Linked DNA regions of Mus musculus: regions 1, 2, 3, 4, 5 and 6 are each linked to region 7. A link is a contact called in public HiChIP or PLAC-seq and promoter capture Hi-C data. All regions are on one chromosome and are shown on one strand. Each heading gives the region's core, a stretch centred on a gene start, on an enhancer-like site or on the middle of the called end of the contact. The rest is flanking DNA. Distances are from core to core; before and after follow the strand shown. Region 1 overlaps Mpdz (multiple PDZ domain crumbs cell polarity complex component). Region 2 holds the start of Lurap1l (leucine rich adaptor protein 1-like). Region 3 has its middle 86 kb from the start of Gm25803. Region 4 has its middle 31 kb from the start of Tyrp1. Region 5 overlaps Lurap1l (leucine rich adaptor protein 1-like). Region 6 overlaps Mpdz (multiple PDZ domain crumbs cell polarity complex component). Region 7 holds the start of Nfib (nuclear factor I/B).

Evidence for each region. Promoter capture Hi-C pulls out the DNA fragments that hold promoters and counts their contacts. HiChIP or PLAC-seq counts read pairs in DNA pulled down with a chosen protein or histone mark.
Region 1: a contact with region 7 is called in a promoter capture Hi-C map of hippocampal neurons, with 12 times the contacts expected there. The contact joins the enhancer-like site here to the promoter of Nfib in region 7. A contact is called at or near these places in 8 of 39 promoter capture datasets (the 3T3-L1 cell line, cranial neural crest, hippocampal neurons and 3 more), 1 of 484 Hi-C or Micro-C datasets (rod photoreceptor) and 4 of 115 datasets of contacts at active chromatin or transcription factors (astrocytes, embryonic forebrain, embryonic stem cells and 1 more).
Region 2: an H3K27ac HiChIP or PLAC-seq map of embryonic stem cells shows a contact between it and region 7, with 10 times the contacts expected there. The contact joins the promoter of Lurap1l here to the promoter of Nfib in region 7. A contact is called at or near these places in 2 of 39 promoter capture datasets (hippocampal neurons and liver), 2 of 484 Hi-C or Micro-C datasets (cortical neurons and embryonic stem cells) and 4 of 115 datasets of contacts at active chromatin or transcription factors (embryonic stem cells, epiblast stem cells and stem cell-derived neural progenitor cells).
Region 3: a contact with region 7 is called in a promoter capture Hi-C map of hippocampal neurons, with 16 times the contacts expected there. The contact joins the enhancer-like site here to the promoter of Nfib in region 7. A contact is called at or near these places in 7 of 39 promoter capture datasets (the 3T3-L1 cell line, 3T3-L1-derived adipocytes, embryonic stem cells and 3 more) and 4 of 115 datasets of contacts at active chromatin or transcription factors (embryonic forebrain, embryonic stem cells, stem cell-derived neural progenitor cells and 1 more).
Region 4: a promoter capture Hi-C map of hippocampal neurons shows a contact between it and region 7, with 21 times the contacts expected there. The contact joins the enhancer-like site here to the promoter of Nfib in region 7. A contact is called at or near these places in 10 of 39 promoter capture datasets (the 3T3-L1 cell line, 3T3-L1-derived adipocytes, embryonic stem cells and 4 more), 2 of 484 Hi-C or Micro-C datasets (both in cortical neurons) and 10 of 115 datasets of contacts at active chromatin or transcription factors (astrocytes, craniofacial prominence, embryonic forebrain and 4 more).
Region 5: a contact with region 7 is called in a promoter capture Hi-C map of hippocampal neurons, with 9 times the contacts expected there. The contact joins the enhancer-like site here to the promoter of Nfib in region 7. A contact is called at or near these places in 4 of 39 promoter capture datasets (hippocampal neurons, liver and pre-B cells), 2 of 115 datasets of contacts at active chromatin or transcription factors (the NIH/3T3 cell line and VIP interneurons) and 1 of 9 other capture datasets (embryonic stem cells).
Region 6: a promoter capture Hi-C map of liver shows a contact between it and region 7, with 5 times the contacts expected there. The contact joins the enhancer-like site here to the promoter of Nfib in region 7. A contact is called at or near these places in 11 of 39 promoter capture datasets (the 3T3-L1 cell line, 3T3-L1-derived adipocytes, the C10 cell line and 7 more), 1 of 484 Hi-C or Micro-C datasets (adipose-derived mesenchymal stem cells) and 8 of 115 datasets of contacts at active chromatin or transcription factors (astrocytes, cardiomyocytes, craniofacial prominence and 4 more).

The regions. Positions count from the first base shown.
Region 1 is chr4:81,277,260-81,280,792 of GRCm38.p6, forward strand. Mpdz (multiple PDZ domain crumbs cell polarity complex component) reads right to left here. Exons shown (of 47, transcript NM_010820.3): 47 at 1,240-2,510. The coding sequence ends at 2,364. Among named protein-coding and RNA genes, the nearest start is that of Gm25803, 59 kb to the right of the region's middle. Within about 2 kb of position 1,427, at least 6 of the 459 cell types and tissues checked have an H3K27ac peak or open chromatin away from gene starts, as enhancers often do. A contact at or near this core is called in hippocampal neurons, where this site is marked.
Region 2 is chr4:80,909,151-80,912,651 of GRCm38.p6, forward strand. Lurap1l (leucine rich adaptor protein 1-like) reads left to right here and starts at 1,536. Exons shown (of 2, transcript NM_026821.5): 1 at 1,536-2,495. The coding sequence starts at 2,205.
Region 3 is chr4:81,250,261-81,253,944 of GRCm38.p6, forward strand. No RefSeq gene overlaps it. Among named protein-coding and RNA genes, the nearest start is that of Gm25803, 86 kb to the right of the region's middle. Within about 2 kb of position 2,236, at least 17 of the 459 cell types and tissues checked have an H3K27ac peak or open chromatin away from gene starts, as enhancers often do. A contact at or near this core is called in hippocampal neurons and liver, where this site is marked.
Region 4 is chr4:80,863,357-80,866,594 of GRCm38.p6, forward strand. No RefSeq gene overlaps it. Among named protein-coding and RNA genes, the nearest start is that of Tyrp1, 31 kb to the left of the region's middle. Within about 2 kb of position 1,470, at least 95 of the 459 cell types and tissues checked have an H3K27ac peak or open chromatin away from gene starts, as enhancers often do. A contact at or near this core is called in cortical neurons, craniofacial prominence, embryonic forebrain and 3 more, where this site is marked.
Region 5 is chr4:80,937,569-80,940,780 of GRCm38.p6, forward strand. All of the region lies in intron 1 of Lurap1l (leucine rich adaptor protein 1-like), which reads left to right. Among named protein-coding and RNA genes, the nearest start is that of Lurap1l, 28 kb to the left of the region's middle. Within about 2 kb of position 1,328, at least 21 of the 459 cell types and tissues checked have an H3K27ac peak or open chromatin away from gene starts, as enhancers often do. A contact at or near this core is called in the NIH/3T3 cell line and hippocampal neurons, where this site is marked.
Region 6 is chr4:81,311,614-81,315,024 of GRCm38.p6, forward strand. It overlaps Mpdz (multiple PDZ domain crumbs cell polarity complex component), which reads right to left. Exons shown (of 47, transcript NM_010820.3): 27 at 1,887-1,985. Among named protein-coding and RNA genes, the nearest start is that of Gm25803, 25 kb to the right of the region's middle. Within about 2 kb of position 1,863, at least 11 of the 459 cell types and tissues checked have an H3K27ac peak or open chromatin away from gene starts, as enhancers often do. A contact at or near this core is called in liver, where this site is marked.
Region 7 is chr4:82,504,373-82,507,978 of GRCm38.p6, forward strand. Nfib (nuclear factor I/B) reads right to left here and starts at 1,407. Exons shown (of 12, transcript NM_001113209.2): 1 at 359-1,407. The coding sequence starts at 388.

The sequences.
Region 1 (3,533 bases), core at 177-2,676, 1.2 Mb before region 7:
TCATATTTTATTAATTACCTAGGGATTAATTTATAAAGTACTGCCAATTGGTGGCTTAAGAATATAAGGTTCTCTCAGTTCTGGAGATCAGGAACTTGACATCAAGGTCTCCCCATAAAGGGCTTCACGTGACTGGATCCTTCCCTTTGTAGAGTCCTTGGCTCATGTCTTTGCCTCCGTCTTCACGTTGCCATCCTCTCCATGTAGATGGATTGTTGAAATCAGAGGACAGGACCCATCCTAATATAGCCAGGCCTTAACCACAGTGGCAAAGACTCTATGTCTAAATTATATTCTGAGATTCAGGTGGATATGGACTCATAGAACAACACTATTTAATTAAGTGAAGACATGCGCTTGCCTGGTTTGTGTGTGTGTGTGTGTGTGTGTGTGTGTGTGTGTGTGTGTGTGTGAATGTTACTTGGATATACTGTCTTGAACAACAGTTTGATTGCTTGGCTTCTCCCCAGTACTGATAGTAGTATTCCCTATTAAAATCTCTTTAACTTCTAACTTGCAGAAGCAGTAAGTTCAGCATGCACAGTGTCCTATGGAAGGATGCAGGTATACCTTCAAAAGAGAGGGTCATTAAAAGATGTCCAAAAGCCAATGGGCTGCCAGCATACTGAGGTGGGTGTTGTTAGCCAATTACTTCAAATGACAAGGACTGGAGGAAGACTTGTTACAACCCGCATGTTGGTTAATTTGTTTTCAGTTTTGCATGGACAACTAAACTCACAGGATGGCTATATAAAAATATTCTCCTATATTTTAAAAATGAACTCAAGGTTTTTCAATAAAATGAGCTATCGTTTTAAAAAAAGAAAAAAAAAAAAAACCAGCAAGAGACAATGAGACACTGCACTCTCTTTAGCTAATTTGAGACAGAATCTACAGACAAAGCTTTCCTGTTCTGCCCTCCATCCAGATGGGCCTTATTCAGTAAGATGATTTCCATCTGATGCACTTCAGCTCTTTACAGACCTTACAATAATATTACTGCACTGGTAGCATCCCTGAAAAGCCAATTTGGAAGCAGAACACCCCTTTTCCTATGGCATCTTCCTCAGCTCACGAGAAGTCTGTGAATCCCTGAGACGCTATGGAGGGAAAAACACCAAGGCTTCCACAAGGATGTTGTCCAAAGCTCTAATTGCATCTATGATGAGACTCAATAATTTAAAACAGTAAGTCTTGAATTATAACACTTTTTCCAATATAAAAAACAAAGACAGCATCTGCTTGTTTGTTGTGCACCACAGAAACTTATTTATTCACTTTAATTCTGCATTTACACAAGAATGCTATAATAAAATATATGTATACGACTTCTGTTACAAATATAGATAGTATTTAAAGTGACTTTATCTATTCTAATGTAGGAGTTTCACGCTCTAAAATGGGATTGAACACATAATTCCTCACCAGTTGTCTCAGTAAACAGCCCCATCTGTTTCCCTCAGTCTTAGACTATTGTATTGTAAGATGTTAATATACAGCAGTGAGATGAAGTTACATTAACCCCCTTAATTTTTCTGTCAATTTACTAATGGCATACAACCAAAATAATTACTAACACGCTGTCTTTTTCTATGTCATTAAGATTAATACTAATGGAAAAACAATAGCATGGTACAGTAACATGTTTTCCACGTAGTATCAGTCTGCTACATCAGCATTAGAACACTCTGGGCTCCTTCTCTGTCTCCCATGGCTACATGGATGTTTCCTAGAACTCTAGCCAACACAGGGTAGCATCAGCACTTTACCTATAACAACATGAAAATATAGCAGGTTAAAACTGAAAACAAACACCGAGATATGCACTAAACAGGAATTTCTTTTTAAAGCTTACAAGGACTGCTAAACAATTTTAGCAGAAAAATATGCATTAGAGGTAAGTAGGACCAATATGTCACAATTTTAAAACAGTAGACTATTCAAAAGTATTGCAAGCACTTTCTTTTCTTCTTTTGGACTGCTGGATTGAAGAAGTCCTATAAAACTCAAAACTGTCTTCTTTTTTTCTAAATTTCCATCTTTAACCTAATTGCCTAACTTTGTATCATTTTGTTTCCACACTAACAAGATGAACATATAATAATTTTGTCCACGTGACCTTAAATTGTTAGATATTGTCGAGATAAAACTGAGGTTTATCTATGCAAATATCTCTTCTTTTTGAGTATATGATCATGAAATGCAGAGTAAAGGAAAAATGATGCTTGGCTGTGAGTAACAAACACTCTGTTTCTCGCCTCCCTACTGTAGTTTTCTCCGACCAACACAGCATACAAACAGGTCCTCTCTGTTACAGTAGGAGGGGAGCCAGTGGCTGGGCTGCTTCAGCTCTGGCAGTCACTTCAAGAGAGAACCATGAGGGTGACGGTGCCCTTTGTCCTCTTGAGGATGGCAACAGCTTCTTCATGGGTCACTCCTTCTAGACTTTGCCCATTGACAGCAATGATCTGATCGCCCCTTTTTAGACGCCCATCTTCTGCTGCTGCTCCCTGCAAGTATAAAGTAGGCTTATTTACTTGTGAAAGAACTCAGCCACACACAAAGAAAAAGAGCCAAAGAAGAATGCAAATTGCTCTGCATGTACACATACATGGCTCCCGGTGCCCCATACCATCAGACATGATGAACATACTTAAAAAAAAGAGGTCCTTCTTCCAAATTGGTTTAACACTGACATTCCAATCTGGTAGTGAAGTTAGCTAGCAGTCAACAGAGTAGCTGGAATTTTTTTTTTTTTTTTTTTTTTTTTTTTTTTTTTTTTTTTTTTTTTTTTTTTTTGGCTGTTTAGGACAGCAATTGGTGGCAACTAAAATTAATAAAGAATATTTGGGCATCTGCCTAACAGGAATGATTTCACAGAAACGGAGGCTTTTTCAGACTATAAAGAGGGCCTACAGAAAGACAAAGGATCAGGGAGAACAAAAGCAGCCTCATCAAACAAAGCTATGGAGACTTGAGAGTCCACAGGTTTGCTGAGCCAGAAAGCCCACATAGAGGCTGATCAGGGTAAGGCAGAGTGAGAATTTAAAAGCCAGTGCTGGTCTGGGGAGACACCGCTCATGCAATGCTTGTTCAGCATCAATCGGGCTCTGAGTTCCATCCCAGCACACAGCTCAGACACGAGCCCCCCAGCACTGCTAAGTGTCATTCTTTCTAAGCTTTGCAAAGAAAGACTGCTCAAGCTGTCTTGGTTTTTACTGCAAGGGAAAAGAGAGTCTTCCTATTCCTATAGGCTCTAAATAATTATGATTAAACACAGACATCACTATTTAAAAAAGAACTCCATCTCAGGCATGAACATAGACGATAATTATGCAATTAAATATAAGATTAAAAATATGGAAGAGTTAATGAGGAGCGTATAATGATGAAATTCTTAAAATATGTTCTAACTAGCATGCCTTAAATAAATTGTTCCTAGGCCGAGGAAAAGGATTGCATGGCGCTTCTATTCATTGGCAAATGCTGTCTGTATTTTTGGATGTACCAATAACTTAAAAAAAAAAAAACAA
Region 2 (3,501 bases), core at 286-2,785, 1.6 Mb before region 7:
AATGCATGCAGTTTTATGGGAGAGTTGCGATTTAAGTTGGTCCCTCTTTGATTCCATAAATGGTAGTTCTGATTTTGAAATGAGCCACCTAACTTACAACATTTAATTTTTTTTTCCTTTTTTCCTTTTAAAAACAGTTTTAACACATGCAAAGGTCTGGCTTATTGACAAGACAATTTCAGCAACGTTTTCCCTGCCATGAGATATTTCCTTCAGAAAGTCTCTGCTTTTTCTCCTTTTAAGGTTTCTTGGATGTGAAGATGACATGAACAAACTCCAAACTCCATTTATCTATGTTGTTTGGAATGGAAAAGCTGAATGGGAAAGGAGGCCAGAGGAACAGAGGACACAAATGAGTAGGTCCCAGACAAAAAGTATTGGAAATACTTCAATGGAAACCTAAAATTATAGTTTGGTGGGTTGAAAATACTATTCTCAACTCTCACTGACACAAATACAATGTTCAAGCAATCTTATAATCTATGTACTTGTTGCTGATTTACTTGGTAGATGTATTCTAGATTAATGGTTTACAAAGTTGTGGTTCTTCCTAAATAGCAGCAAATTATATAGAAATTATCAAAGAAAACAAGTATGATTTCACTAGTTACTCTCAGAGTTTTTCTTCCATAATTAAAGAGGAATGCTTCAGCAATTTCTTCCATTTAAAATTCTCCTGCCCCCTCAGTATTTATATATATATATACAAACACATACATGCTCTGGTTATTCTGTTCTTCATTTCTGCTTGGGGTAGTATGCTGGAATATTGGCAACACAATTATATCTTCTTGTACATTTTCACTGAACCATTTTTTTCTTAAAATTTTTATTGTTTAAATGCATTTTTTTTTTAATTTTTGAGACAGGGTTTCTCTGTATAGATGTAGCTGTCTTGGAACTCACTCTGTAGACCAGGCTGGCCTCGAACTCAGAAATCCACTTGCCTCTGCCTCTGCCTCTGCCTCTGCCTCTGCCTCTGCCTCTGCCTCTGCCTCTGCCTCTGCCTCTGCCTCTGCCTCTAAGTGCTGGGATTAAAGGCGTGTGCCACCACTGCACGGCTTAAATGCATTTTTTAACATCAAACACATTAATAATACTGAATATTTTGCGAATCAAATAGTACATAAAAATTTGTTCAACTTCACTGAACTATTTATCGATTGAATTTCTCCGTTCTTTGTGGAGTTATTGGGCAAGAATTCTAATGCTATGTGTAATTGGCTTTTAGGAAAGTTGGGGGGGGGGGTGGAAAACGACATAAAATTTAGCCATTCTTCTGCCTCTAATGTTAAAAATGTGTTCTACAGGTTGTAGCTGTCAGGGGACTTCAGCAGGGCAACTTTTAACTTAGTAACCTAATATGGGTATGCTCAGCTGAGGCAGGATTTGCATTTCAGTTTCTTAACATCAGGGTTGGGAAGATTTTGCTGCCCTTCTTGTCTGTGACATACGGTACAGGGGTTGGCTCTGCTTTGGTCCACCTGCCAGTCGAGTTTAAAGTTTCCGAGGCTCGGAGGAACACAATGACTTGGATGAGACCGACTAAAAGGAAAGGACACTGCTGCAGCAACCAGGAAGCCCTTGAACCCCAGCTAAGCTAACCGTGTCTTTTTCTTTTTTCTTTCTAAAATGCGCCTACACCGCCTACACACAGGACGAACCCACTTCTTTCATTGATCAGATTTTTTTTTTTTTTTCCTGACCGTCTAAGATAGTCTGATCCTTGGCGACATATGGCTGGAAAATGAAACGACCCGGGAGTGTGGCCACCTCGTTATTCTGTGTGGTGTAATACCAGATGGGCACCGTGAACCGCGCTGGGATGTGAATGGACAGTTTGAAATGGGAATTTCCCCGCATCGAGCAGGTTCCATTTCTCTCTTGGGTCTCTCGGTATAACGTACTAGCTTTTGCCCTTCTTCTCTGCAGTATCAATTAACTCAACTTGGCGGTGGAGTGGCCAGCTAGGAAAGGAATGAAGCGATCTGGCTAATCTTGCTGGCTGTGGAGCGGCAGAGCCTGAAACTGCAGCCGGGTGCAGATCTGCCGACTGCGCCCGGGGCATGGAGCGCACGGGCGACCGCGGGGACTCAGGCCCGGCCAGAGGAGCCCAGTACTGAGCTCCGGAGTCCGCCAGGCCGCCGCCGCCGCCTCCTCGCGCCCTCTGCCTTTACTGTCAGTGTCGCCCCTCGCAAAGAGTCATGGAAGACAGCCCGCTGCCAGACCTCAGAGACATCGAGCTGAAGCTGGGGCGCAAAGTGCCCGAGAGCCTAGCGCGCTCGCTGCGCGGGGAGGAGCTGGCGCCTCGGGAAGGGGCTGCGGACCCCAGCGGGGTTGGTGGGAGCTGCAGCAGCAGCAGTAGCTGCAGCAGCTTTGCGCCCTCCGTGTCCTCCTCGTCGTCATCCTCCCCTGCCTCTGGCTCTCCACGACGTAGCCACCCCAGCGCCCTGGAGAGGTTAGAGACCAAACTGCACATCCTCAGACAGGAGATGGTGAGTGTGATGCGTCAGAGGCGACTTGGGGACCCGGGGCCTGGGACCCGAGAGGGTGGCACAGGAGCGGGGGGGGGGGGGGGGGGAGAAGCTGGGAGGAGGTGTGCGGGAGCGCGCCTCTGGACTCGGCTACAGCTAAGCTTGAACCCTGAGGACTTTGCTCGGTCACGGGGTGCCCTGGCAGCTCATTCGGCTCTACTTTCTGATAGAGCTACTCCCTGCGCACCACTCTGCAGCTGCCAGCCGCGGATTCTCCCGCACTAGCCTGCTAAAGGCCGGCAGTTACTGCGCGGATCTGGGCCTGCTGTGAGCCGTTTATGTTTTGCCTTGGTTCAAAGGGTGGTTTAGTCCAATGCACTTAGCGCAGAAATGCCTCCCAGCTGGCCGGGAGGTGGCGCGGCGGGGTCCTTGCAGCCTGCTGTAGTTTGCTCTCCTCCACCCTCCCCTTGCAGCAGCTGCAGCTGTCCCAAGGCCACTGTTCAGTAGATTCGCCACAGCTGGTTCTGAAAACAATGGCTCCTCGCCCTTGATGTGCTTGTGAATGGCTTGTTTCACTGTTTTGATCCTGGAGAGCAGGTGACCCCAGCCCAGGGATTTGCTAATGACTGCCTCCTACCCTTTCCTCTAGTTCTCAATCAGCACTTGTTTTCTCTACCATTTCTGTGAACCTCGGATTAGGACAATGGGTCAAGTAGGTCTAAGACTCGTTATTCCGGATGTGTTTACACTAAAGCATTCATTCATTTGCCTTGAGCTCTTGGGCGAGTCTTGGCCTTTACAGATCTCAGTTTGTGATCTTTACAATGATGAGCTGATTGGAAGAAATTATCTCTTTCTAAGCCTTTTGAAGCAAATGGCCACAAACCAATTACATTTTCTACCAACTTAGAGAGGAGGAAAATTTCAACAGGGGGAGGGGGAGTGTTGAAGGGCTTCCTACAAAAGTAGCCTGCTGGGGGTTCACATCTAAGATTCCTTCCATTTTTATTTTCTGTGATAGGGAGAC
Region 3 (3,684 bases), core at 986-3,485, 1.3 Mb before region 7:
AAATCACACCATTCTCTGATAGCCGGGGAATAGATAGCCAATTGAACAGAAGTTGGGACAGGGTTCGAATTGAGAAAAGCCACGATGCAAATACAGGTCTACAACGACTGTTCCAAGGCTCATGAAGATTTTTTTTCTTTTGCTCCAAGGAAATAAAGATACCATCTTTGCGGTTAACACCACGAAAGTGTTAGCCAAAGCATATTCCAAGACGGTAGGAACCCATGGCTGGTGGAGGTCTTCCAAGGCCTTTCCTTTAGGTACGGGAGGGGGGGTGTTGTTTGTTTTGCTTTTGCTTTGTTTGTTTTCTGTTTTACTACTGTATTCTTGCAGTTTCCTAAGGATCAGTGTAGACTGAACTTCAGAGTGAGTAATAGTCGATTTACACATTAAGAGAAAAAGCTAAGCTGAGCCAGGAGCCCTAAGCTTAAAAGGGGACTTCAGCAAAGCCTTCCAGGAAGTTGCCCGGGGCTACGTATACACCCTGCATGCTTTTAATCCCTTACTGAAAGACAGAGCACTAAGATCATGGGGCTACCAAAGAAAAATTGGGAGAAAACAAAGAAGGATTTTGTAAAAATGCATTACTTTTGCTAGAAATTGAAGGCACTGTTTGACACAGTACAGTATTAGCTGTCATCTCTGCTTAAAACCCACTTAATGTAAAGTGTCAGGAAGCACTTCTGTGAAGAGGGGAGACTTTAACAAAAACTAAGAAGGTACCAGGAGTGTTAATAATACTGGATGTTTATTAATTTAGTGAACCTTGGCTCTTATCACACAGGGATAACATGCCTTAGTTTTCAGAATTTACCATGTTCAATGGATACAAATTGCCATTAAACAGAATGAAGACTATTTTGGTGATCCTAAGGGCCTAAGACTAGAGTATAGTTTTATGTGCATGTTCTCTATAAGGAAAAAAAATGTTTTTCAAATCATACTCTTCTACAGCAAGAAAACTTAGTAGGCTCATATGTCTGTAGAAGCGTAACTCTAAGTGTCCCAAGCCAAAGATGCCAGATAAGCTTATTTCTGTTTGTTCCAGAGATGAAACTTACCAAGAGGAGGCTGAAGGTCAGCGAAGGAGGAGAACAACGGCTTCTTTAAATCCTCTCCACTAAAGCCCTGAAGCGACACTCAAGCCGACTTCACCTTAAGTCAGGAAAAAATCCACCAAATCTCTCATCCTATCAGAATGAAAGCTCTATTGAGAGGGTGGGAAAAGAAAACCATAAAATGTGCTTTCAAAGTAATTTAAAAATTCTGTGAAGTAGTAGTAATATTAATAAAACGTCTGGCTTCTGAGCATTGGCACTTAGTGTGGATATTCTTTTAGTTTTCTTATATGGAATATTTTGTTTGGAATACAATTAGCTACATTTTAAAATTGTCTTTAAAACTGTCCCATTTTAAATTAGATTTTCATAAAGAAGGTATTTGTAAAAAATTAGCTAATTTGGTCTTTTCTGAAAGAAAGAAAGAAAGAAAGAAAGAAGGGAGGGAGGGAGGGAGGGAGGGAGGGAGGGAGGAAGGAAGGAAGGAAGGAAGGAAGGAAGGAAGGAAGGAAGGAAGGAAGGAAGGAAGGAAGGAAGGAAGGAAGGAAGGAAGGAAGGACAAACCTTGTAAGCCTGTGGCTCTATCCTTTTTTTTCTCCAGAGCAAAAAACAAAGTTCCACAAAAGCAGAAACAATGTAATCTGTAAAATACATACTTGCTTTCTGCTTCTGTACAAGTCCCTGGGGAACTGTAAAGGCCTGGTACTTTAGAAATAAGATTGGAGACCCTTTCTGCAGAGACCATTTAACCAGTCATGAGGTGGGGACCAGGCAAGGGCAAGTGGTGAGGGGCTCAGTGTCCAGAGGACTGTTGCAAAACAAAAGTAGCAGGGCTCTCCTGCCCTCTAGTGGTTCGACCTCAGAAGTGCAACTTCCTCAGTGGATTTGTTTTAGTTTCTCTCCCGGGTTTACTTTAGAGAATTTCAAGTACATTTAATTAAAGACAACTTTATGCCGGTATCCTCGGGGACCGTAGAGATATGGCTTGTCCTTCAGGAATTTTGATTATTCAAATTCAATAATTTATGTTATTGAGTAAGAACTTGCTAAATATCATTGGCACTATGACGATAATGCTAAAATCTCACCTCCCTCCTTGGCACATTCTAAACACCCCTATTTTGCCCAATTGCCTGCATCTCTTCCTTTTGTCCACCTGGAAAGGTAGAAAAGGAAGAGAAACTCTGCCTAATGGGGTCACTGTTGCACTGTATATGTGCAAACTATCACTGGCTGAGGCTGACAGTCCCCAGGGAGCCAAATATTTTAATGTGGGTGTAATAGCTTCTTGTCTATCATTTTTATTTACTGTAGATAATTCTAACTTTTCTGTTTCTAATGTTTCCTTTGAAACATACATTATGAGCTCACCCATATAAATAAACACATTAATGGTGGCCAGCACTAGCCTCAAGTTCACCCATTTTTATTTTTATGTTTTTGCTGTCCATTCAGTCAGAGCATTGCTTTCTAGTGCCACACGCTTTAAGTGATGAGAGTGCACGCATGCTGTGTAAGCTGTCCAAACCTTAAATCAGTGCAGAACCTGATACTGCAATCACTATGACACAGATATTGAACCAAGTGTGTGTTAGCATATCAATACTAAACACAACAGTCATCAAAATACCTCTTTGGCTTAGTCTCTTTTATTTTCCCTCTAAGTGTCTCAATACTATCATGTGGCAATATTCTATGGGAACTTGCCTCACACTGCTATGGGCACAGCCACTAGAGCAACTCTGAGTCATACACACAATCGCTGGGAAAGCTGCTCACCTGCGGAGACCTGCCCTGTGAAGACAGTAGAAGTTGAGCAATCTCAGGATCCTCCTGGTGGAAATGTATACACTGATGGCTGGAAGCTGGGCGGGTCTAATGTCTGGATTGTGGAGAGTGCAGCTAAGCACATGCTAATGACAGCCCCAGCTGCTCTTCATTCATCCTGGTCACCCCAGCTTCCAATGTGCACCCTTAATGCTTGGCTGCTAATTCCCTTGACTTAGAACAGGGTGAGGTCATATTAAATTATTTAATCCTTTAGAAAAACCTACTTCCAAACACTTGAGTTAAATAAAAAATCACTTGCTAGAAAACAGTTTTCAATGGTAGCTTTTACAATATATTGTTGACAATTTAAAAAACTCAACTCATTTATAAAAGTAGGGAACTAAATTATTTCTTATTTTGTTGTTGTTGTTGTTGTTGACAGTGTTTTGTCGTGCAGCCCAGGCTCACCTCAAATTCGTGATCCTCCTTACTCAGCCTCCTTAGTGTTGGGATAGCAGGTCAGGTGCCACAGTGTTCCGCCTGACTGTTTAATCTTATTGACAGTGAAGAATGTTCAGACATGACAATCATTTAGCTTGGAATATTAGCATATTCACATTATAGTGCATGGCCAGTGTTTAGTGAAATTTGACAATAAAGATGGCAGAGAATCAGAATAAAACAACCACAAAAACAAACACACACACACACACACACACACGCACGCACACACGCACGCACGCACACACACATGCACGCACGCACGCGTACACACACACACACACACACACACACACACACACACACGTGCAAAGATGTACACCGTGAGAACAGCCAGTTAGACACAGGGACCATC
Region 4 (3,238 bases), core at 220-2,719, 1.6 Mb before region 7:
GGTCATCAGGCTCTTCCGGGCGCACAATGAAAGGTGGGTGCTACAGCATCCAAGTACATCCACAGACAATAGATGAGCCTGACCGACTAAAGACACTGATGGTTGTGACCAAGCTGAAAGGGCTAGGCGGGCGTGGGAATCAGACCCACTTGGCCTATGCTAAGCATACAGATATTGAAAGGAATGGTTAATTTGGTAGACAAATATCTAAAGCTTTCAAAGAAAAACTGACCTATGATCCATGTTTAGCTTTCTTAAGAAAATTCCAGTGTGTGGAACGTTTGCAAGAATATAATGCACCCTCAAAAATGTTATAGGTAGGTTTAACTGGTACTACATTTTGCACATATGTTTTCGCTATTACTATTCGTGTGTGTGTGTGTGTGTGTGTGTGTGTGTGTGTGTGTGTGTGGTGTGTTTCCTGAGCAAGAATAGAAGTAAGTAGATGATATTTGGGCCCTTTATTCCTGTTTCAGTTGTGTCACCCCTGTGAATGTTTTTTCAGGAAAGTTCTCTTACTATACATAATGAAATGGAAAGGAAATTTGACAGAAATAGAACACTCCTTTCTAATGTGTAGTTCAAAACTTTCCCAGTTCTAGTAGTGACCTTTAGAATGTTTTTTATAAACAAACAAACAAGCAGCTTTTAAGAAGAAAAATAAAATCATGTAGAAATGCCAACATCTTAGTCCTAACTGTCTCAGACTCCCTCACCACATCGATCAGGCTGGCCTGGAACTCCGCCCGCCTTTGCTCCCTGAGTGCCAAAGTTAAAGGCGTGCCCCACTGGCTTGCCGGTCCTCTAGTAGTTCATAACTTCTCTAAGCGACCGTTTTCTTATATTTAAAATAAGGACAGCTCTACAAAACAAAAATAAATTTGTAAACACTCAAAGTAAGAATGTATGTTGTGTATCTGTAGTGATGGTGTATGGGCTTTAATGTAAAAGAACTTAATAAACTTCAAGAGGTTCTACGAAGTTCAGTGATAACTACATTTTTTAAACAATCATCTGTAAATATATATATATATATATATATATATATATATATATATATATATATATATATATGTATGCTGCAAAGTTTGATCTCTAGGTTTGCCATAGCTTGTAGCACGCTGATTTCCAACTGAATGCTCTCCTCCCAGTGCCATCGAGGGCATGTCACAGCTAATTATCTGTCATCACGCCCTGTTGCATAGGCGGTACCTTGCCTGCTGCTGCTGGGACCTCTCGCTGTCTGTTGATTCATTTGCATTACCTCCTGAGAGCCTCTGCTGTGTGTGGAGCACACAAAGCAGAGCCCAGGGGCTAACTGGCAGGCCCGTCAGAACCGCGGAACGCTTCTCAGTCCCCTCCTCATTACTTAGTGAGTAATGTGGGGATGTTCTCTGCTTCACGCGCTCTGGCAAAGTAAACGGTCATCTGCTGCTTCAGCTGCTTCCCAGCGTCTGGGGTGCAGCACTACAACGCAGGAGGAACTGCGCTTGCACTTATGCAAATCATGATGGAGCGCCTGGGTTTGGCAGCATTCCTTCCAGAAGCCTCCTTTGCGCGCTGCACCGGCTGCCTGTTTGGTGCTTCCAGGGTTTTGAGAGGCAACCTCAGAATAGATCTTGCCCAGCTCAATGTATTTCTATGTTCCTGGACTAAGGAAAACATTCAGCTCTTCCCTACGTCCATACTGAAACCACAATGTTTCAATTTCATCTCTAAAATACACGTTTGAGACCGAGTCGGCTTATGCATATCTGTCTTTTTAAATTAAGGAGATGTACTTCCTTAACTGATACTCCGGGTTAGATTTAAAATATATGAAAGCATTCTAACAGATCATCTACACATAGCACACGTACCAAATTGTTGGAGTGTATGTGTATGTGAATTTATATGACGTATATGTATATGTATACGTATGTGTGTATGTGTGTATATATATACATGTTATGATATGTATGTGTATATGTATATATAAGTATGATATATGTATATATGTGTGTGTGCACGTGTGTATGTATATATTAACATTTTGTCCTAATAATTTTATTATCACTATACATAGTTTTAAAGCAGTAAAGTGAATTTTATTCAGGTATTTCTTTTTTTCTCCAATTTTTTATTAGGTATTTTCTTCACTTACATTTCAAATGCTATCTCAAAAGTCCCCTATACCCTCCCCTCACCCTGCTCCCCTACCCACCCACTCACACTTCTTGGCCCTGGTGTTCCCCTGTACTGGGGTATATAAAGTTTGCAAGACCAAGGGGCCTCTTTGGAGCTGAGACGAAAGGATGGACCATCCAGAGACTGCCACACCTGGGGATCCATCCCATAATCAACCACCAAACGCAGACACTATTGCATACACCAGCAAGATTTTGCTGAAGGGACCCTGATATAGCTATCTCTTGTGAGGCTATGCCAGTGCCTGGCAAACACAGAAGTGGATGCTCACAGTCAGGTATTAGATGGAACACAGGGCCCCCAATGGAAGAGCTAGAGAAAGCACCCAAGGAGCTGAAGGGGTCTGCAATTCTATAGGAAGGACAACAATATGAACTATTCAGGTATTTCTTTAGCACCTTTCAGCTACTTTAATCCCAGCAAAGACAGGTCGGAAAGTGACAAAGATTCACTTCATCTTTGTACGAAATCTTAGTTCACTAACGGGTGGGAATTTTTGGTTTTCTTTCTTTTTTCTCTGCATTAGTCTATGCTTTTTAGGACAGAGTATTTCTGTAAAAAAAATAAATAAATTCATAGTCAGCTTAGAGAACAAGAGAATGGCAAAGATGCATGGCAAAAATTAATAATAAAATTGAAAACTGAGCCAGGAAACTTGTAAAGTCGTTGGAAAAGCTCTGTGCTTAGGGCCGCTTTCCTCTAGATGTCAGTGTAGTCCTAGACTTTACAGCCCCTAGCTGTACTGAACCGAAGGGCACAGGAAAATGTTTATTGCAGGCCCGTGCTATGTATGTAATTGAATGGTTTTTCTTTTGACAACTGAACCAGATTTGCAACTATGGATGTTCGTGTGAAGATGACATAATAGATTTTGTTCTAGAAGAACAAAACATGGCTAACACATCTTACACACACTGTTTTCTGCAACGTTGTAGGCATTTCCCAACCCTGGCATTCACTGTGGCATGCATAACTGAAGGATGTCATATGCTGAGATGTTAGTATTTTAAAAGCTCAATAAGTTCCATTATCTTAGATGGTTATTGATATA
Region 5 (3,212 bases), core at 78-2,577, 1.6 Mb before region 7:
AAACACAGGCCACCAGTTTCAAAGAGTTATTTTCTTCCTTAGTGGAAAAGGAATGTTTTCTTTGCAGACATTAGCAAATCGACAAGCAGACAATAGAGAGCAACTGGCCATATCTTCTATTACCTCCCAGAGCTCCCACAGGGACCATCAAGACATGCCATCATGAAACCAGATTGCCAGGGTGCCCCAGAGTTATAGTGAGAGTGTGAGACTTTTCCTGGCCTTGATGTTCAGTAGCTACTGAAGTGGCTGTTTACACACGTTTTGTTTTTGAGGCATACCCGGCTATGTAATTAACCCTACCATTATCTAGTTGTGAAATGGATATGATGTGATCACAGAGTTAAATAAAACATGGGGCTACATAGTCAGCATTGTAAACAACAAGGCAAACAAACCAGAACAAGAACAACAACAAGACAACTGTCCAGAAGAAACAGTGCGCTAAGAAGGCGATGGCCCCCTCTTATTGCTTTCTCTGAGCATCTTAGACCATTCCCAATGAGCAGCTCTTGTGTTGAGCCCACCGTGCTTCCTGCGGTAGGCAGCAAGTCGCAAACTTGACTGTCACAAGAAACTCAGAAGGAACATGGCAAAACTGATGGGGCATTTAGTTTTCAAAGCCAGAATTAGATAAATGTGCTGTCTATTTTCTCAGGAAAAAAAATCATAAGAGCAAATTCCTCATTTAGAGATAAAACTGTCAAATGTCCATTGCAACAAAAATCAAAGTTTTTGAGATTATCATTTTTTCTACACTGTAAAAATCATTTATTTGCACATCTTTGAGACACTAATTTCTAAATTCATGTGTAAGTTCCTAAGTCTGAGAAAAATTCGTAGTAAATAGCTAATTACCTGAAGAAATAGCCCCATAGACAATAGGTCTTAAGCTATTTTAGCATACATTGAGGATATGTTGAAATTTTAATCATTTTCAAAAGATAGATAACATTACAAAATATTATGTTTAGATAAGAAGTGATTTTCAAGGAAGTTTAGAAATTTATGGTAAAAGTGATCATAGAAAATTATTTTTAATCTTGTCTAATAGCCCCAGAGAACAAAAATAAAGTAATGGACTTTATTTCTTTATGGTGAAGTTCAATTTGAGTGATAGTCTCTCAGCAATCTCTATGGATATTAAGAGAGTGTCACACACCCAGTCTCTCCATAATGTTAAGGTTAAGCTTCTTAATAGCTCTTCCAAAAAAGAAAAAAACAAAAAACAAAAACAAACAAAACCATGCTATTCAACCATGCTATGGCATTTGAATCAACACCAAAGTCTGCTACGTGGTGTAGTGCTCGTGGGAGCTAGTGCAGCAGAGACCAGCTGTCTCAAACTAGACTGTGAAGACCTCTCCAGGCAGTGCAGCTTGAGGGAAGGAGAAACACTCCATACTTTACTGTGCCTCAACCTGACTCTCCGTCACTATTTAAGGGTAATGCTGTCACTATACAATGTCCTCTGTTTTATTGATTTCCCTCTTCCCTTCAGGACTTAAGTATTTCAGTTCAGATTTCTCTTGTTTTAATAGTTTGCAACAACAACAACAAAATAGTTTCTCATCCTTGGTCATTTGGGTTTTTTATGCTGTTCTGAACTGTTTCTAGACTTTTCTCTGGCTTTCTGTGGCTGTTGGGCATGAAAACAGAGCTGAGCTTGGAGACCTTCAAGTGTTAGCCTGAGTCAGACTTAGGCTGGTTACTGTTGTTTCTAGCTGTGGATGTCCGTGACTAAAGCTTCCTCCAGGCCTCCTGTTCTGACTATTCTGTTAGTGCTCACTTTTCTAAGACACTCTTCACTAGGATCAGAAGCCTGAAGCACTTTCCGTCTCAACCCCCAGGTTATGCACTAGTAGCTGGGTTGCTGGGATGTTGGATGATGGCAGAGTGTTCTGTACTGAGCTTGACTTGAATAGTTTCCTTCTCCCAACTAGGTTATGCTTTAAGACAAACCTAATTTTCTTAGTCTCTGTAAAACAATCTCTTTTATGGTGCATCCTGCTTCAGGAGACCAGGCAGTTCTGCAGCATAGACTTCAGAGTGATTCATCAGGCAGCAGGACTCCCAGAGGTGAAATTGTAAAGTATAGAGGTGTTGAGACCATTCCTAATTCACAAACAGGGCCCCTGAACCTCCAGTAACTCACAAGTTGTCCTTTCAACATTGCTAAATGACATTGGTCCTAACTTGGTGCCTTCTGCTTCTGGGATTCTGTTTCTGCACACAATGATTTTACTGACCTGTGTCCTAAGCCACAGTTTGCCTTGTGACCTCAGTTCTCTGGTTATTCTAATTGTTGACTTACAGTTTGCTCAGCTTTTTTTCCTATTGTGAAGACCAGTGAGTTACTTGTCAGATTGGAACCATGATGAGAATAATCAGCTTCAGCAATGTGTGTGTGTGTGAGATAATGACATATGGACAAATTGATATTTAAGGCAGCACCTAAGTATATGGCATAAGAAGCTTATAAGAAATGATATACTTTTATTTAGTATTCCTAAAACCATTTTTCAAAGCTGAGACTGAATACATCACTAGAACAGTTAGACAAAGGTACTGCAGTAAGTGTTGGGATCTTGTAGGAGTTCTTTATTGACTGCTATTCCATTTATTGCCTCCATCCAGTGAGACTTAGATCACTGCTCTGATCTAGAGGGTCCCACTTAAAATCCCCAAGTGAAAATACTTGGTCAGCATTGGGCACTGTATGGAAAATCAGGCAAGCCTGAGGCTCTCGTATCATAAAGGTTGTTAGATGGGGCCAAATCACTAACAGAAGTTGAAAAAGAGTATCACAGTGAGATGCCAGTAGTTCAGTTACATTCCCAATGCAAAAGGATCATTCTACGGGAACCCATTATAAAGAAAATGAATTAACATATCAAAAATATGGTTTATAGTAGGCTACTCAACAAGAAACTCTTATTCCCATCCTATGAACCTTCCAATTTTTTTGCAGCCAACTCAAAATCTACTTTCTGTTTAAATGTGCAATTTTGAAAAGAAAAACTGTGACAGAAGAAAATGGGAAATATTGAATTGCCAATAACATTACCATATTCATCTTTCAGTTCACTCCAAACTCTTGCTCACTCTGTATCTGACTTATTCCAATGTGAGCTGCTGATCAGTGTGACTGTTTATTTTTCATTCACCCTCAGGACAACGATGGGAGTGATCTGGTGTCTCCACTATGCCAC
Region 6 (3,411 bases), core at 613-3,112, 1.2 Mb before region 7:
TGCTGCTAAGTTTCTAGAGTTCTTACCACAATGCAGTTTGTATTAAACCTTGCTATCTTCTCCAGGATCCACAGTAAGACAGTACCTGTGTCTCAAGATCCAGGATAATCTAATAAACCACGGTACCTAGTATCAGGCAGCCTCTGGCCTTTTCAATCTATATATTTTTTCTCTCACTTATGTCACTTTTATGAAAAATAAACTTACATAGCCTATTGTAATTTATGTGTATGTTTATTATTTTCTAAAAATAACCTGTTCTAACAGAAGACATCCTTAAACACTTACAAATGCTTAGCTAGTCGTGGGAATACCATGAAACATATCAACACTAGAGCTTCATGCACTAGATACAATCTTTTTTGCTAAATCAAAATGCACATGGAGCAAGGCACGGGGCTGGCTGACAAATCCGGGGCAATTGATCTGAGGCATAGAATTTGCTGTACTAACAATGTTCAGTTTACACATCACTGGCCAAACAAATACAAGTTACAAGTGCCAAGGAAATCCCTGCTGTCTTCCAGAATAGCATGCTATAAAAGTCTCTCAAATAATGTACAGATAAAAATGTGCAAGAACACCAGAAACTTCACTTGATCCAACCAAAATTCAGACATCACTCTAAAAAAGACAAGACATGTACTTAAGAAGCTTTGGTTAAAAAGAAAATTTATTTCTCTGTATGATCAAAAGGTATTATTTGTCTAACATAATTTTATTCAAATCTATGGATGTGCATTTTGTAGCTCATTCAACCATTTCCTTTCTGTTGTTGTTATTCTTTCACTTAATGATGAAAAAAAAAATCTGACCATCTTAAAGTCTTGTCAGGACTGAAGGCACAACATTATACAGCAAAACTGTACCCCAAGCCAACTGACTAATCAGAGACGCAGCGTTTGTCTTCCTCCTGGAGGGGCAGTTAAGTCTGCTAACTGCCTGTATCAAGACCATGTAACCAGCTTGTTATTGACACTTCTTGAAATCTGTTAATAAAATATGTATTTTACAAAGGTCAAATGAAGTCACCCAAGCCCATGGGCTCACAGCAAATAAATGAACATGCACGTCACACAAAAAAAAAAACCACACCCACTTTAAAAACCGTGCACGGAGACAACCTTAAATGGTGCGGGAGTAAAAGGGTCAGTTGGGGAATAATAGATGACTATTTGAATGTTGTGTAACTCTCTTGGTCACAGAAAACATCCCTCCAGGTATGGCTTCTGCTCTTATCCATGACATAGTAACATAAAAATCCAACGAATATTCATAAAGTGGTCTCCAAAATAAAATTCTGACAGCTTTTTCCATTTCTACTACCGAATTTTGATATAAAAGATTTTTTTATAAATTTTTGTTTCAAATTTGGTTTTATAATTTCATTCAAATATGAGAACATACTAGGAAAAATGACAAGCACAGAAACAGTTACACTTCATGATCTGGCATTTATATAGACTTATTCTATGAATATTCAGAAGGTTTTGTCATGTACACACACACACACACATACACACACACACACACACAACCACAATTATTTTTAGAGTGATTTGTAGAGTACACAAATCTGAAGATGCTTTAGACCATACAAGGTTTAAGGAAATTGTATTGAAAAGTAGTTTATACAAATAGCAACTAAAATTTAAACATGAAAAAAAAATCAAACAAAAATGCAGGAGAAACACTGGAATCTTTTAACTACAAGTAAAAATATAAATATTCGCTGGCAGGACAAAGTTCATGTCCTCTCTGAATAAACAATGGGTTGTTTTCTTTGTTTTTCTGACTAAGTGTGGTAAAAAGTGAACTGGGACAAAGGCACAGTTAAAACAAGACATTGTGCAAAGGCAACTACAAGACAACAGACATGATCCAACCTGGTCAGTGGTGAGCTGGAGAGAGTCTGCAAATGGGTTAGTGCTGCTGAAGCTGTACTTAGGGTAAAGGCTGTGCGGCAAGGAAGGCAAAGGGGATTTCTAAAAGGAAACAGAAGATGCGCTGAAGGCACAAGAAACGTAAACCAACCCAACCACAAGAACCAAGTACTTAACGGTCAGAGCTGCCTATGAGACAATGAAGCTAGCTCGGTGTGCACCTCTTTTTTTGTTTGTTTGTTTGTTTTGTTTTTGTTTTTAGAGACAGGGTTTCTCTTGTGTAGTCCTGGCTGTCCTGGAACTCAATTTTATACACCAGGCTGGCCTCAAACTCAGAAATCTGTCTACATCTGCCTCCCAAGTGCTGGGTTTAAAGGTGTGCGCCACCACCGCCCTCAGTGTGCTCCTCTTAAACAGAGAGTAATGGTTTGTTTCTAATGACCCAAGCCTACATCTGAGTCTAATCACTCCTGGAAGGAAAACAGACTGTCAACCTGACTGGAATTTCTTCCATTTGCCCCGGAAGGTTTTACTATCATGCAGTGAAAGGCATGTACTCTGCTCTGCTTACAAACTGGCTTCCGATTCCTGAGTCCCAGTGGACCTATTTCAGATGGAAACAGGTCTTTTTCCATTTACTTTTAGAAATGAAGGGCATTACTTTTCGGTAGTTGTTTAGAATGCACAGTAAGCACTTACCTGCCAGCTCACTGTAACCTTCGTTTCTTTACATTGTCCGCCATTAAGGACATTGCGCTCTGACCAGCCAGTAGACACTGATTTAGTTCTAAACCACAGTTTTAAACTTTAACAGTTGGGGGAAAAAGAATCATGATATGGTGTGCTCTTCTCTTCACCATTTCTTGTGAAGATGTGACAGAGATTTATATCTTAATAAAAGAAAAGAAAATCTGACATCTACTACACTACTGAAGGATTTACAGCTTTGGATAATATTTGAAGTCTGTGTTTAGTGTTGCGCCTAGATTTTGTGACTTGAGTGTAGTAAGCCCTTAGCCAGGGCTGTTAAAGCTGAATATACATATTAAAGGCAGGAAGTCAGCCAAATAGAATTTAGCACGTTCATATTTAAAAAAGAAAAAAAGTAATTTCCTTAGCACAATAAAGTCTTCCTTTCACACCCCGCTATCTCTATCCTTTCCTGCTATTGACTGGATCTTTTAAAGAAAATTGCAGACATTTAAAATTCATATTGGCTCCAATTAAATGTTTGTGTTACTTCTCCCTGACAAAGCCCCCTTGCCAGGCATGGAGTGGGAGGAGTGGTCACATGACGCCACCCTGCATGGAGCATGTTGGAGACTCTGTCCACTGGCTCCCGCACTGCTGCCTATGCCACGTTACCCTTTCAATCCGTGCTTCCTGCAATGTTTTCCCTGAGAGGCAAGGCAGGAAAAGGGATGGGTAAAGTGACATTTCTGTTCCTCTCAACTTCCTCTCTGCTTTACAGTTTAAAATGTCAACTCCTGCTTCACTCAAGAGGGCCTTACAAGTGCCAAGAAACAGG
Region 7 (3,606 bases), core at 157-2,656:
GCGCACCGGCCAGGGAGTGAGGGTGCCGCCGCGGCCACCACCGCCGCCGCTGCCTTCGCCGCAATCTCCTTAGGGGCGGACAGGGGCTCACGGCCGCAGGTCTCGGCCCTGCCCACCCCCAGCAGCCTCGCCCGCCCGGTGCCGGCTCTCCCCGCTCGGGCGCTGGGATGGGCGCACACGGCAGCCGTGGTCCCACGCCGCCCGCACAGCCCACCGCAACTCCGCACTACTTCTCGGGGAAGACCAGGGTGTGCCAAGGTTAGGCAAAGCCTTTGAGGGTCTGCAGCACAAGAGCAAGAAGACACAACAAAGGCGTCTGGGGCCAGAGAAAGCTCGAGAAAGCGACCAAGATAAGTACCTGAGTGAGACAGATGGGAGAATACATCATGACTTCGCCTTAAAACGCACTTTCCCGGAGATGCCCAAGAAAATCTTCCAGAAGCAAGGATTTCATCTATTCATTTTACAGTCATCTGAGCCCAGCGATGCGATCAATCAGGACGGGGCACTGCGCCGGTTCACCGCAACTTCGCAACAAACCCAGTCCTCCTTAAATAGCCAAAGATTCAAGTTCACTCGGCGAGCTAGATTTCCCGGGGTGAAATCCAATCTACACTTTTAACCCTCTTGCGGTTCGCGCGCGCCGGCCGAGCTCTCCGAGGCTGCCGCCGCTGGTGCAGGCTGCTGGTCGCCTGGTTTAGGGGATTTGTTTTCTGTTTTGCAGTTGTTGTTGTTGTTGTTTGTTGTTGGGGGTTGGGGTGCGCGAGGGTTCGGTGTGGGTTGGATTGGGGTGATGGTGGGTGGTGAAATGTTTTTTTTAAAAAAAGGCGGGGAGGGGGGCGCAGGAGGCCAGGCGGTGGGGAAAGCGAGGAGAATGTGTCACCGCGCTGGTAAAGTTCAAGGTTACCGCCGCCAACACTGCAGCAGGATCCGGGAGTGGCGATCGCAGGCGAAACTTTGCTGCGAGCCGACCACGTGTGTGCGCGAGGGGGAGCGCAAGCGAGTGCGCGCGGGTGGCGGGGCGCGCGCAGGAGAGGGCCGGGTGGGGGTGGGGGTGGGGGGGAGCAGGGAGAGGCCGGGGTGAGGGAGGGGGCGCAGGCGCGGAGCTCCCGGGCGGAAAAGCCTTTGCTGCGCTCCTGCCCCGCCGCACCGCCGCCCGCCCGCTTCGCCCCGGGTCTGACCCGCCGCGCGTGGACTCCGCTGCCGGTGCCGCTGGCCACAGCCCACGGAAAGGATCGGAAGGACCTCCTGAAAAAAATCCCAAACGATCGATCCCGCTTGGCTGCAAACTCCTCTTTTCTGTCCTGGGCTCTATTCCCCCTCCCTCTCTCGCTTTCTTTCCTTGAAAAACTTGCAAGTTGAAAGATTCACCGGTTCCACCCTCTGGACCCCGCTCGAGCTCTCTCCAAATCAGACTTAAGGATTGTTTTATTATTTAATTACACAATCACCGCTTTACTCCTCCTCCTCCTGCAAACGCGCGTTCCTTTTGCACCAGCCTCTCCACACCCCCCGCCCCCCACCTTCCTCCTCCTCCCGCGCGCCTCCCCCAGCCCTCGCGTCTCTCCCCCTCATTTGTTAAAGGTATCAGACCGGTGCCACAGTATTGGGACTTTTCTTTTCTTTTCTTTTCTTTTTTCTTTTTTCAAAAATAGCTCTTCTCTCTGCCACTCTTCGTTTACCCCCGAAAACCCGCCCAGGGAGAGGTTATTTCACTGCTCGCTGCAGACGCTCAAGACGCGAGAACATCCTAAGGGGAGAAGCCCTGAACCGGCCTGGGCCCAAGAAAGAAACGAATGGAAAATTCCCTCACACCCAGGCCGCCCCGAGCCGGGGCTAGGGCGCCGACTCTAGCACCCCAGGCGGCTGGAGGGAGAGGGAGGGTGGAGGCGGGGGCCAGAGTGAACTTGGCCTCCTGGAGTTGCAGCGGACGGGCGCGGAGCCCGGGGCGCGGCGGGCAGCCCAGCCCGGAGCTCGCACTGGCGATCGGAGAGGGGCGCCGGGGTCCCCAGGGTCCCCCGAGCCTCGCCGCAGCGGCCCGCCCTCCCCCGGCGCCCGGTGCACGTGGCCGCGCTCGGAGCGGGAAGGCCGCGCCACCGCTCGCCCCTCCTCTCCTCCTCCTCCTGCCGCGCTGGCCGCGTCCCAATCCCCACCCCCAGAGCCCGGGGCGCCGGCGGAAAGCGGCTCCCTTCCCGCGGGGGTGCGGGCAGGGCGGGGCCGCGGCGCGCCCGAGGCTGCGGGGCGGGAGCGCGCGGGGTGCGTGTGCGGCTGCGGGTCTCCCCGGCGGCTCCCGCCGGCTCCCCGCCCCGCCCCCCGCCGAGTGAATGAACTTGATTCCCGGGACCCTGGAGGCGACCGGCCAGCACCCCCTTTCGCGCGGGCACTCTCTCCCACACACACCGCCCCCCAAATTCCGGGTTTCCGCTAGGGGTGGGTGGGGAAATGGAGGAATCAAAGGCTGCCCCAGACAATGGAGAAAGAAAAGTGAGCGCCCGGGGCTCCATGTCGCCCTAGCTTGGGGCCGCCGAGCGTTTCCAGGCCCCCCGCGGCCTCCCGCTCCCACCCCGCGTCCTGGACTTTCCCCCCCTCAACTTTCTCCAGTCCTCGCACTCCTGACCACCGTGCCCTCCCCCAGCGGACCTGAAAGAACCAGTGACTTTTTCCTTCCCCAAGTGGAAGTTACCCACATCAAGCATTTCACAACGACACATCAAGAAAAGTAGGCAGGTTCAAGTCAACCATGAAATGGTCACTTTTTAACCCCGTCCTGTCCTCATTAGGGAAATGCTCAAACACAGTCCGTTTTCAAAAAGCGCTCTTAATGAGGCGAGCTTGCCAAGTCTACCAGCTGCAGCCCCTGTAAACCAAGAGCCTGGTGAAGAAAGGCGCAGGGGGTGGGGAGGCGGGGAGGGCGGCGGGTCTAGGAGGACAGGTAAAGTCGGGGGAAACTGTGAGAACCGGGGCGAGTTAACCCTTTAGGGCACGCGCCACGGGGAGCGGCCTCCGTGCCCCCGCTAGGCAAATCCTCTAGTTAGCGTTCTGACAACGTTAATTTCTTTTGTACTGGTCATTTCTTCTTCTTGAAAAGCTGGGACAAAGTTGACAGTCTTTATAGATGAAAGGAGGTGACAGTCGGGGTTAATCCAAATAAATACTCACTTCTCTCATAAATTTTAGGCAACCTCATCTTAACTTTTAAAAGAAAGACGGGACGGGAAGAGGGGGGGAATAAAAACGAACAATCCCAAAGCATCACTTTGTAGTGAGCTGCATCCCTTTTCTCACCCTCCCCAGAATCTGCGGGAGGGGGCGGGGACGCTCCACTGATAATACCAGCTTTAACTACTGGAGTTTCCCTTTGAACAAATATTCAATTTAACTGGAGTTAATTTACCATAAAAGACATTCCCCTTGGCGCGAATGCACTCATGTCCTTGAACACACCTCTTTGAATGCCTGGACTCTTACAGAAGCCATTATTTCGGGGTCTCTTTAAAAATCCAGCGCCCATCTCTCTGCTTCCCTCCCTTCCTCCCTCCCTCCCTCCTCACTACACCACCCCCAGCGAAATCCTGGCACCCAGAGAGCACTCTTTTTCAGCCAGAG